Regions from separate parts of the Gossypium arboreum genome. Here region 1 is linked to region 2. The links are chromatin contacts, called in public Hi-C maps. All regions are on one chromosome and are shown on one strand. Each heading gives the region's core, a stretch centred on a gene start, on an enhancer-like site or on the middle of the called end of the contact. The rest is flanking DNA. Distances are from core to core; before and after follow the strand shown. Region 1 holds the start of LOC108460159 (pentatricopeptide repeat-containing protein At2g29760, chloroplastic-like). Region 2 holds the start of LOC108458137 (ACT domain-containing protein ACR10).

What was found. Hi-C and Micro-C count contacts between places; a contact is called where the count stands out from the background.
Region 1: a Hi-C map of leaf shows a contact between it and region 2, with 5 times the contacts expected there. The contact joins the promoter of LOC108460159 here to the promoter of LOC108458137 in region 2. A contact is called at or near these places in 2 of 5 Hi-C or Micro-C datasets (both in leaf).

What each region holds. Positions count from the first base shown.
Region 1 is chr4:97,429,879-97,434,695 of ASM2569848v2, forward strand. It overlaps LOC108460159 (pentatricopeptide repeat-containing protein At2g29760, chloroplastic-like), which reads left to right and starts at 2,219. Exons shown (of 1, transcript XM_017759529.2): 1 at 2,219-4,817. The coding sequence starts at 2,716.
Region 2 is chr4:97,284,040-97,288,826 of ASM2569848v2, forward strand. It overlaps LOC108458137 (ACT domain-containing protein ACR10), which reads right to left and starts at 3,449. Exons shown (of 7, transcript XM_053027395.1): 1 at 3,221-3,449; 2 at 2,561-3,046; 3 at 2,082-2,300; 4 at 1,883-1,988; 5 at 1,356-1,692; 6 at 877-1,161; 7 at 77-555. The coding sequence starts at 2,714. The coding sequence ends at 418.

The DNA of each region.
Region 1 (4,817 bases), core at 969-3,468, 140 kb after region 2:
TACGAATGTCCCATTGAATCTTCTATTCATTTATTTCCTTCGACATTTGTGACTTTGCAAAAATTTTAAACTCGTCCTTGGATCTTAACTCTACTATTCAACAAACTATTGCAAGTGCATGGAAGTCTTTGCTCTCTCTAATAGCCAAAAATTTGTTGGGTTTCCCAAAATTAACTATAGTTATTTCGACAATGAATGTGACATCTTGAAGTTCGGATCCGAGAATCAAGTCGGGTGAAAGGCATTAAAATTACAATATAAAAATAATACTAAAATTTGATAATAATGAAAATTAAAAATAAAAAAGCGAGGGGCATTAATTTTGTAATTAAAGTGTTGACCAATAATATATCGCAATATTTTTGTATAAAACAAGTTTAATTGATCAAATTATAAAAAAAAATCATCTTAACCAAATTACAAATTAAGGACTCCTAGTAATCTAACAAAATAAAAACAAAATAAGGTTGTTAAAATTTTAAAAAATAAAGAGATAATAATCTAAAAATATAATTTAAAACATTGAGATCTAATAATTCAAAAATATATCAAACCAATTTAAAATTAAATAATCCTATTAATTTAAAAATAGAAAATAAAAATAAGATTGTTACACGGTAAAAAAAATTGATAATTTTTTAACTTTAAAATTTAAATATTTAACAACTTAAAGCGTTAAAGAGTTAATAATTTTTTGGAAAAAATAAATTTAAAAATTGAGAATTAATTGTAAAATACTAAAAGTAAAAAAATATATTTTAAATATTATAAAGTTATTTATATTTTCTTTTCTCCCGTTTTTCCCCTCTAAAAAAATAAAATTAAGGAAAGCAAGAGTCTCAACTCCCTTTTTCTTCTCTCTCTTTATAAAAATTACTTATTCAAACAAAAGAAAGGAATCCTCTTTCTCTCGCATTATTTACCTTTCCCTCTTTCTTTTTCAATTTAGACACCGATTGGAATGAAATTCTAGATTTAAAAATCACTTTAATTCAAGTCAATCTTAATATTCATAAGTGTTGAGTTTTAATGTAATTAGATGTGTGCATGAGTCGAGGGGTAAATTTGGGCCTCGACAAAATTTTAGGCCCATTTTTTAGGCTTGGGCCCAGTCTGACCCGAAATATGGGCTTAAAAATTTGTCCAAACCTGACCCGAAATAAATTGTTAAGCATGAGTCTAGCCCTGCCCAGCCCATATTAGTTTTTTAATTTATTTCATTAAATAAAAAATTTAAAATATAATAAATCAAATACATTTAAAAACATAAAATAATTATTAAAACAATACACAAATTGAAAATATAATAAAAAGTGGTTATATTAAAATTAAAAATAAAAAATACATATATTTAGTATATAATTCGAGCCAGGCCAAAAAAGTTTTACCCGGGGCCTGGCCGATTTTCTAAACGGGCCTTTTTTTTTCTAAACCTATATTTTGGGCCTATATTTTTACCCGAACCCTCTAATTTTTCGGACGAACTTTTAGGCTGGACTAGGTAGCCCGACTCATGCACACCTCTAGACCTAATATATTTTATGCATTTTCAAAATATTTTAGGAATGAATTTCGTAAAAAATTAAAATGCAAGAAAAATTAGACATTGTGTGAGTGCAATTCATAATGAAAAAGAATTTTTTTGAAAAATAATAAAAAAGATAAAAAGACCTCTCTAGTCTTTCTCAATTTCAAAATTGAGTAATTTAGTTCAATTTAAAAATACTAGAGCAATTTAATTCTTATGAATTTTGAAAGTGAGTAATTAAGGATAATTAATCACGACATTAACGTTTTAAATCAATTGTGCATAATTTTAATTGATATAATAACAAATTTAGCTATTAATATTGACATATTTTGTTAATTTCGTCTTGATTCTAAAAAATTTAAAATTTAACCTCAATATTTACATATTTATAAGAATATTGTGGGCTAAATTTGTTAAATCATGACCAAATTGATAGAATATGTAAATAATTAGAGCTAAATTTGTTATTATACCTATATAAAATCGATGAAAAATTAATATTGTGATTAATTATTCTTAGTCGTCTACTTTCTAAATTGACAGGGATTAAATTATTTTAATTTTTTAAAAGGACTAATTTTTTAATATCAAAATTGAGAGGTATTGGAGTAGTTTTTTTTTTTTTAAAAAAGAGTAATGGGGTAAAAGAATTTATTTTTGTTTTCGCTATAGGCAGTTAAAAGGCTTCAAAAGCACAACAGCAAGCTAAACAAGGTGAATGGACAGGCCTTTCGAATTCATTGTCCATGAACAATTGGAGTGCCCACTTCCTACAGAAATCACCTGATAAACTATTTAAAAACCTGTAGGGATTATAACCTAATCCTCCGGGGACCGAGGCTGCGGGGCTCTTGCCTACACACCAGCTTTATGGTACATGGTACATGGATCATAACCATACGGAAAAAAGAAGAAGAAGAAAGTTCCAATTTTGATGGATGATCTTTAGACTTGTTGCTTGTCATAACAATTTTGAATTTTGGTTCAAAGTACTGTATTTCGTGCTGCAAGGGAAATGACAAAGAGCTGTTAAGTCAGTCAGGGAGTAATTGCCCGGTAACAGCAGAGGAGAAAGATATGATATGATATGCCTTTTGTTGATTCTTCAATGTTCATATTCTCTCTGTATCCTCTAACATAGGCAGAGCTCGGTGGGTGTTCTTTCTTCTCAGCTACCCTTGAAAATGCTACCTTTTGAAATCTCACCACTATTGCCTTTGTTAGAATCTTGTAAAACCATCAAACAAGCATTTCAAGTCCATGCTCAAATAATCCTCAATGGCTTCCAACACCATGTCTTCCCCATTAGCAGACTCATCTCTTTCTTTGCCTTGCTGGGTTCCGAAGAGGGCCTTAACTACTCTCAGATTATCTTCTGCCAAATTGAACAACCAAATCAATTCATATACAACACCATGATAAGGGGTTTTTCCCATAGTAAATTCCCTGAAAAATCACTTGTCTTCTACTCATCCATGCTCCACCAAGTAAACCAATCTCCGAACAACTTCACTTTCCCATTCTTACTCAATTCCTGTGCAAGACTATCTACCCTTAAACCAGGAATTCAAGTTCACAGTCATATCATAAAATTTGGGTTTGACTTGGATCTTTATGTTGGGAATGCTTTGATGCATTTCTATTCGGTTTTCAAACATTTAAATGATGCCCGGATTGTATTTGAAGGAAGTCTTGTTAGAGACCTTGTTTCTTATAATACCATGATAAATGGGTATGGTTTAGTGGGCCGACCAGGGCCTGCTCTGCGTCTGTTTAGAAAAATGCAAGAGTCTGGCATTGTGCCCGATGAGTTCACTTTTGTTGCTTTGTTGTCTGCATTTTCATCATTGGATGATTCTAGGATTGGGAAACAGATTCATGGTTTTGTTTACAGGAACCTCTCTTGTGTTGACTCTAACGGATTGCTTAAGGCTGCTATTCTTGATATGTATGCAAAGTCTGGGTTGATGGATTTGGCTGACAGGGTGTTTAGCTCAATGGCAAGTAATAAAAGCACTGCAGCTTGGAGTTCCATGATATCGGGATATGCTCGACGTGGAGAAACTGCAGCTGCTAGAAGGATGTTTGATCAGATGGACCAACGGGATTTGATTTGTTGGACGGCTATGATTAGTGGTTATTCTCAGTCAGGACAATACAGTGAAGCATTGGAACTTTTTGCACAGATGGAATATTTGGGAATAAGACCAGATGAATGTACTATGGCTGCTGTTCTTTCAGCCTGTGCCGGACTCGGAGCTCTTAGTTTAGGTGAGAGGCTTCATGGTAGGTACATAGGGGGTGAGTTATGCAGCCAAAATATTATCCTTTCGACTGCATTAATCGATATGTATTCAAAAGGTGGAAAGATAGATTCTTCTCTACATATGTTTCACAGGATCCCGAAGGGTTTAAGGACCGTTTCACTTTTCAATTCCATGATCTCTGGTCTGGCTCAGCATGGTCTTGGTAAGTCTGCTTTAGCTGTTTTTAGGGAAATGGAATCAGTAGGGCTGGGACCAGATAGTGTTAGCTTTGTGGCAGTTTTATCCGCTTGCAGCCACAGTGGGCTAATTGAAGAGGGCAAAGAATTATTTAGATCAATGTTGGATGTCTATGGTATTAGACCACATAAGGAACATTATGGTTGCATGGTTGACCTCCTTGGCAGAGATGGTTGCTTGGATGAAGCTTATGATTTAATTCGAAGTATGCCATTTGAGGCCAATTCAGTAATATGGAGAGCTTTATTGGGTGCTTGTAAACTCCATGGAAATGTTAAGATTGGTGAAGTTGCTGCCCAAAAACTTATCGAACTGGAGCCTGATCATGGAGCTCATTACGTTTTGTTGTCCAACATGCTTGCCAATACGAACAAATGGGAACAAGCTGTGAGAGTTCGGAAGTTGATGGAAGATAAGGGCATCCAGAAGCCACCTGGGTGGAGCTATACTGAGTTTCAGGGGACAATTCATTGGTTTTTGGCTAGTGACAAGTCTCACTTGCAAGACAAAAGGATTGAATCCATGCTCCAGGATATGGCAATGCAGCTTAAATCTGCTGGGTATGTTCCGAATACCGCACAAGTAGTGTTTGATATTGATGAAGAAGAGAAGGAAACTGTTGTCTCATATCACAGTGAGAAATTGGCATTGGCATTTGGGCTAGTCAACTCCAGTACTGGAGAAACCATAAGAATAATGAAGAACCTTCGTGTTTGCGGAGATTGTCACTCAGCCTTTAAGCTTCTATCTAAAATTTACTGTCGAGAAATCATAGTTAGGGA
Region 2 (4,787 bases), core at 2,199-4,698:
ACCCGGACTCGGAGATGGGTGTTGGATATAAAGATTGGCACCAAAATGATGTGGAAATGAAAAATGACACTAGAAATTTGGTTGGATTGCTTTTCATTTAAAACCAAACTGACCCACACAAAAGGGTCCACAATCAAAGATACTTTACACAAACAATATATGCATGATATCTACCTCTATGATACAACTTTCATGTATACATGGCCATAACAACTTACTGTTCCTTTTATCTACTTCCTACCAACTGGTTCCTATATTGCAAGGTTAGCCTCAGAAGCTGGACGTGTAAGGTGCGAAGTTCTAGCAAAGTGATCCATATTTACACCGACTCCACATGGTGGTGGCAGGGTAAAGTATACTGTACAGCTGCGCTAGCAACGGCCATTGTGGAGGGGGCAATGTTGTGACCAATCATAGTTATTCCCAACCCATCAAGCGCTTCCAAACTTCTTCCTCAACCTTTCGTCTCAGAATGGATGAACTAGCCCCTTCATCTAGTAGAATCCTGTAAACTTCCCACTCTCGATCTCCGATCATGTGTCTCCCAATCTCTGCCTGAAAAATATGCAGACTCGAAAAGGTTAACCATGCAAATTTCCAGAATAAAAAGGGACAGACACGAGACTCCAAATAAATCAGTTTTTTGTCCGAATCAAGTGGTATAACAAAAGTAATGCATTGATTTATGTTCGGACAGACAGGAACAGCGAAGAGGAATAATCAAGAAAAGCACATATTGCAGAAAAGATGTGTAAAACATACAGCCACATTATATCAACTCTAATGCAGTGTTAAGTTCAAACTCCCAATGAAGCAAGCTAGTTTTTAAGCAACAAAAATACAGAAAGCATATCAGGGAGAGAGTTGAGGAAGTACCGAGAAGATGCAAGTATTAAGCATCTTTAGAGCAAGGGTAATGTCATAAAAAACAAGAGGCCGGCCCTTGCTTGATAACTCTACGGGATTTGCAACTAGAAGCTCAGTGTCAGGACCCCGGCTCACTACAGTTACTCTTAGTGGTTGGAGCAGTTCCATTTTCAGACGCGACGACAATGCAGTTTGCTTGCTAGGATCAACTATCTTCTTCCCATCGGATTGCATTATAAACAAGTCAATCTCACACTTTCTTCCTTGTTTTATATAGAAGCGTCCATATGAAATCTAGTCACATAACGAAACTGAGGCATTAACAGGGTGGAACTAGTTTTCAGGCTAAGCACGCTTCCCTTCCCAATTGAAAATTAAAAAAGTAAAACGGAGCTTCCGCAGTTTGGAAAGGATTCAAGCCAATTATGATAGACAGATGCACATCATAATACTGAACATTGACAATAAAATTTGGAAAAACAATCTACCTGAATGTTGTAATCCTTTAGAGTTCGCATTATGTCGTATAAAAGACCTTTATGATCTTGACAAACAATCTGAACAAGCGTGTGAGCAGGACTGAGTGAGTTGTCCATCGTGACACAAACATTGTTGGAAGTAAGTGATACACTTGGGAGGTCATTGGACATCTCTAAGTTGAAAATATCATCAGTTATTGCAGACGGAAGATATGGAGATGCTTGAGAACATGCCGTAATTTCTGGTCCAACCTTTTCAATGTTAAAGCTAATCACAGCTTCCTGCATAACATCTTCCAATGCTTTATAAGTCTCCTCTTGCCTATTTTTTGTATGTAATAATTCCCTGAAAAAAAAATCATAATATTACCAAAGGATATGACTCAAGGTAGAGATGCAAGAGGCCTTAGCGTATCAGGGTTACCACGAGCAGTAATATCATTTAGACATACACATATGTAGTTTGAATAGAAGGCAAATACATGCTGTTTTTTAACAACTGATCCTGGCTAACAAACATAACACATAAACTGAACCTGGTGTCTGTGATGAAGAAAAGGTCCACCACTGTTCCATCAGGAGTTGTTGATACCTTCACTTTCTGTATATTGAGTTCAAGACTAGAGAGAACTTGTGTCACATCTGCCAAACCAAAACATCTAAAATTCATTCACTGATCAAAGTTTTTAACCACATTTTAGAGCTCAAAATCTTGAAAAAGGAAAAAGTGATTACCATGCAGAAGGCCTTTTCTATCAACACAACAAAGCTTGATGAGAAAGACATCAGGAGGCTTAGGAGACTGCAACTCAGAACGGTAATAAGAAATTCCAGAAGCAGAAGAGCAAGAAGGGCAAGCCTGAACTAGTCTTTTCTTCAACAATTCCCACCTTGTCGCTGGCTTACAAACCACCCAAAATACTATATAACACCATTTCCCATCCGTAGATACATCTTCACAAAACAAACCCCCCCAACAAAATCATTAATTAATTTTCTTTCTTTTTTTTTTTAAAACATATATATATATCATAAAGAAGTCTAAACCATGTGACCAAAACTTAAGTCCAAATGATCAAACTTTTGATATACTTCCCAAATGCTCATCATTAAAACCAAAATCAAAACCAACTTTAAAAAAGTAATGGAAAAAGTGGGGAAAAACATGCAAGCTTGGTTTAAAAGAACAAGGGGAGGGGGGGATTTGGAATTACCTCCTCGGACAATGCTAAGACCAAAAAAGAGCAAGATGCGGCATAAATCAGAGCCTAAACCAGTTTTATCAGGGCAGTTAACAGTGATAACAGAGGGGTCTCCTTCTTTCTCCGACGGCCTTATAATCACAACGTCGTCATGTAGAATACCCATAGTAGTAGTATAACTTGAATGGTTGAAGAAACAGTGAAGAAGTTGGTTTTGATTAGGAATTGATTTGATATATTCTTTGGGTTTTGGTTCAATGAGAAGTTGCAGTGCTTGTTTGAGTAGTAGCGTTGTGGAGAGACAGACAGACAAAACATAAAAAGCAAAGCAAAGCAAAGCAGAGAGAGAGAGAGAGAGAGGGAAAGTTACTGCTTTGCGTTTCTTGGCTTGTGGTTCACTTGTAGGAGGAGGAGTTGTTTAGCAGTCAATTTTTCTTTCTTTCTTTTCTCGTTTTTACCGTTGGTCTCAAAATCTCGGCAACTACTCCATCCTCATCTCTAACCAATTATGTGAAGCGAATTCAAATTACATTTGAGGATATAAATACCATTAATCTGATAAGTTGGATCCTTTAAACAGTTAATTTCAAACATATAAATAAATAATTTTTAGCATTTCTTGAAATAAAAACTCAATATATCACGATAAAACGACGATATATGTTAATTTACCTTTTTCACTGGGTAAGGTAGTTAGCATGTTACGTCACTCGATGGTAAATCACCTGTACCGCACATAGGCCATCAGCCGCCATCACGTGTCCTTTACTTAAGTTGTGTTTTAATGGTCACGTGACCTTGGATTGCTCTATGACCGAGACCTCGGGAAACTTTTGCCTGTTGGATGGCTGTCCATCGGGCTTCCTTGTATTAATCAATATTTAACTTCTCCCATTTTAGATCTTGGATCCCACTCATATATGTTGCCTTTCCTTCCCTATTTTAGATTTAACTTTTTCTTTAACTATTAAAGTAATTAATTTTATTTATTTTAGGTTACATTTTAATTATTTACTTTAATGTCTTATAATATTTTAGTCATTAAATTATTAATTATAGTTAATGATATAACGGTAAATTGACATGACACATTAAATATTCATTACAAATAAAAATTTTAAATTAAATTATATAATTGATATCCATATTTTATTTTATTTTATGCAATTTAATATTTTTTATGTTCTTTTAACTTTTTTTATTCTCTTCTAATTCTCTCTCTGCTTTTCTTTCTTTCTTCATCTCTTTTAACATAATTTTTTATATTTTTATTTGTTAAAACTTTTTTATTAACAGACAAAACTCACTTGCAATGAATTATTAAGTAAATACGGTTGAAATAGTAATAGAGAGAAAATATCAAATTACTTGAGAAATTTTAGCATAATTATTTTTAAATCTTAATTTTAATAAAATAGATAAAAAAATTTATCACATGTCTTATGGATGAATGGTGAAATTACAAAATTATGACATTAAAATTAATTATTGTAGTAAATTAAGGGTACAAGATGTGTTTGGACTAAAATGTAATAATGATTGTAAAAAGTAAAAAAATACTATTAAAAATATAATATTAAAATAAGTTTGCATATAGATTAAAAACATATTTGATTTAAATAATAAATATAAATTAAATTATAGTATATAGTACTATATGGATAGGTGTCTAATTAAATGTGCATAATGTATATATGGTTATATGTATATATTATGAATTTGTATTGTTGTGTTGGCATTAAATATAGGATAGGAAACTTATTCAATTTTTTAAAGATTTATTTTTCTCGAAATTTTAATTTTTAAATATATAAATAGTTTATCCTAATTGTAAATTTTAAAGTTTATATAAATAATAGCATAAATAAATTTTAGGATAGGTTTAATTTAATACTTGGCCCTCAAATTATGGTTTTTGTTTGAGTTAGGTACCTAAACTGTATTTCGTAATTAATATTGGCCCGTATGTTATACCCATTTTAAAAAAAAAACTTTCGGCCAGTAAAAAATTGACACATCATTAAAATGTTATTTCCTTTTATTATAATTGAAAAATAAAATAAGGGTAAAATTTGCTAGTAATCACCCAACTATTAGTAAATTTCTTTTTTAGTCACCCAACAATGAAAAGTTACAAAATGGTCACCAACAATTCAATTTTATCTTTTTTGGTCACCAATAGGCTAACGATGGGAGCTTTTAAAATTAGCATGATAACAATTTTAACCTTCAACATTTA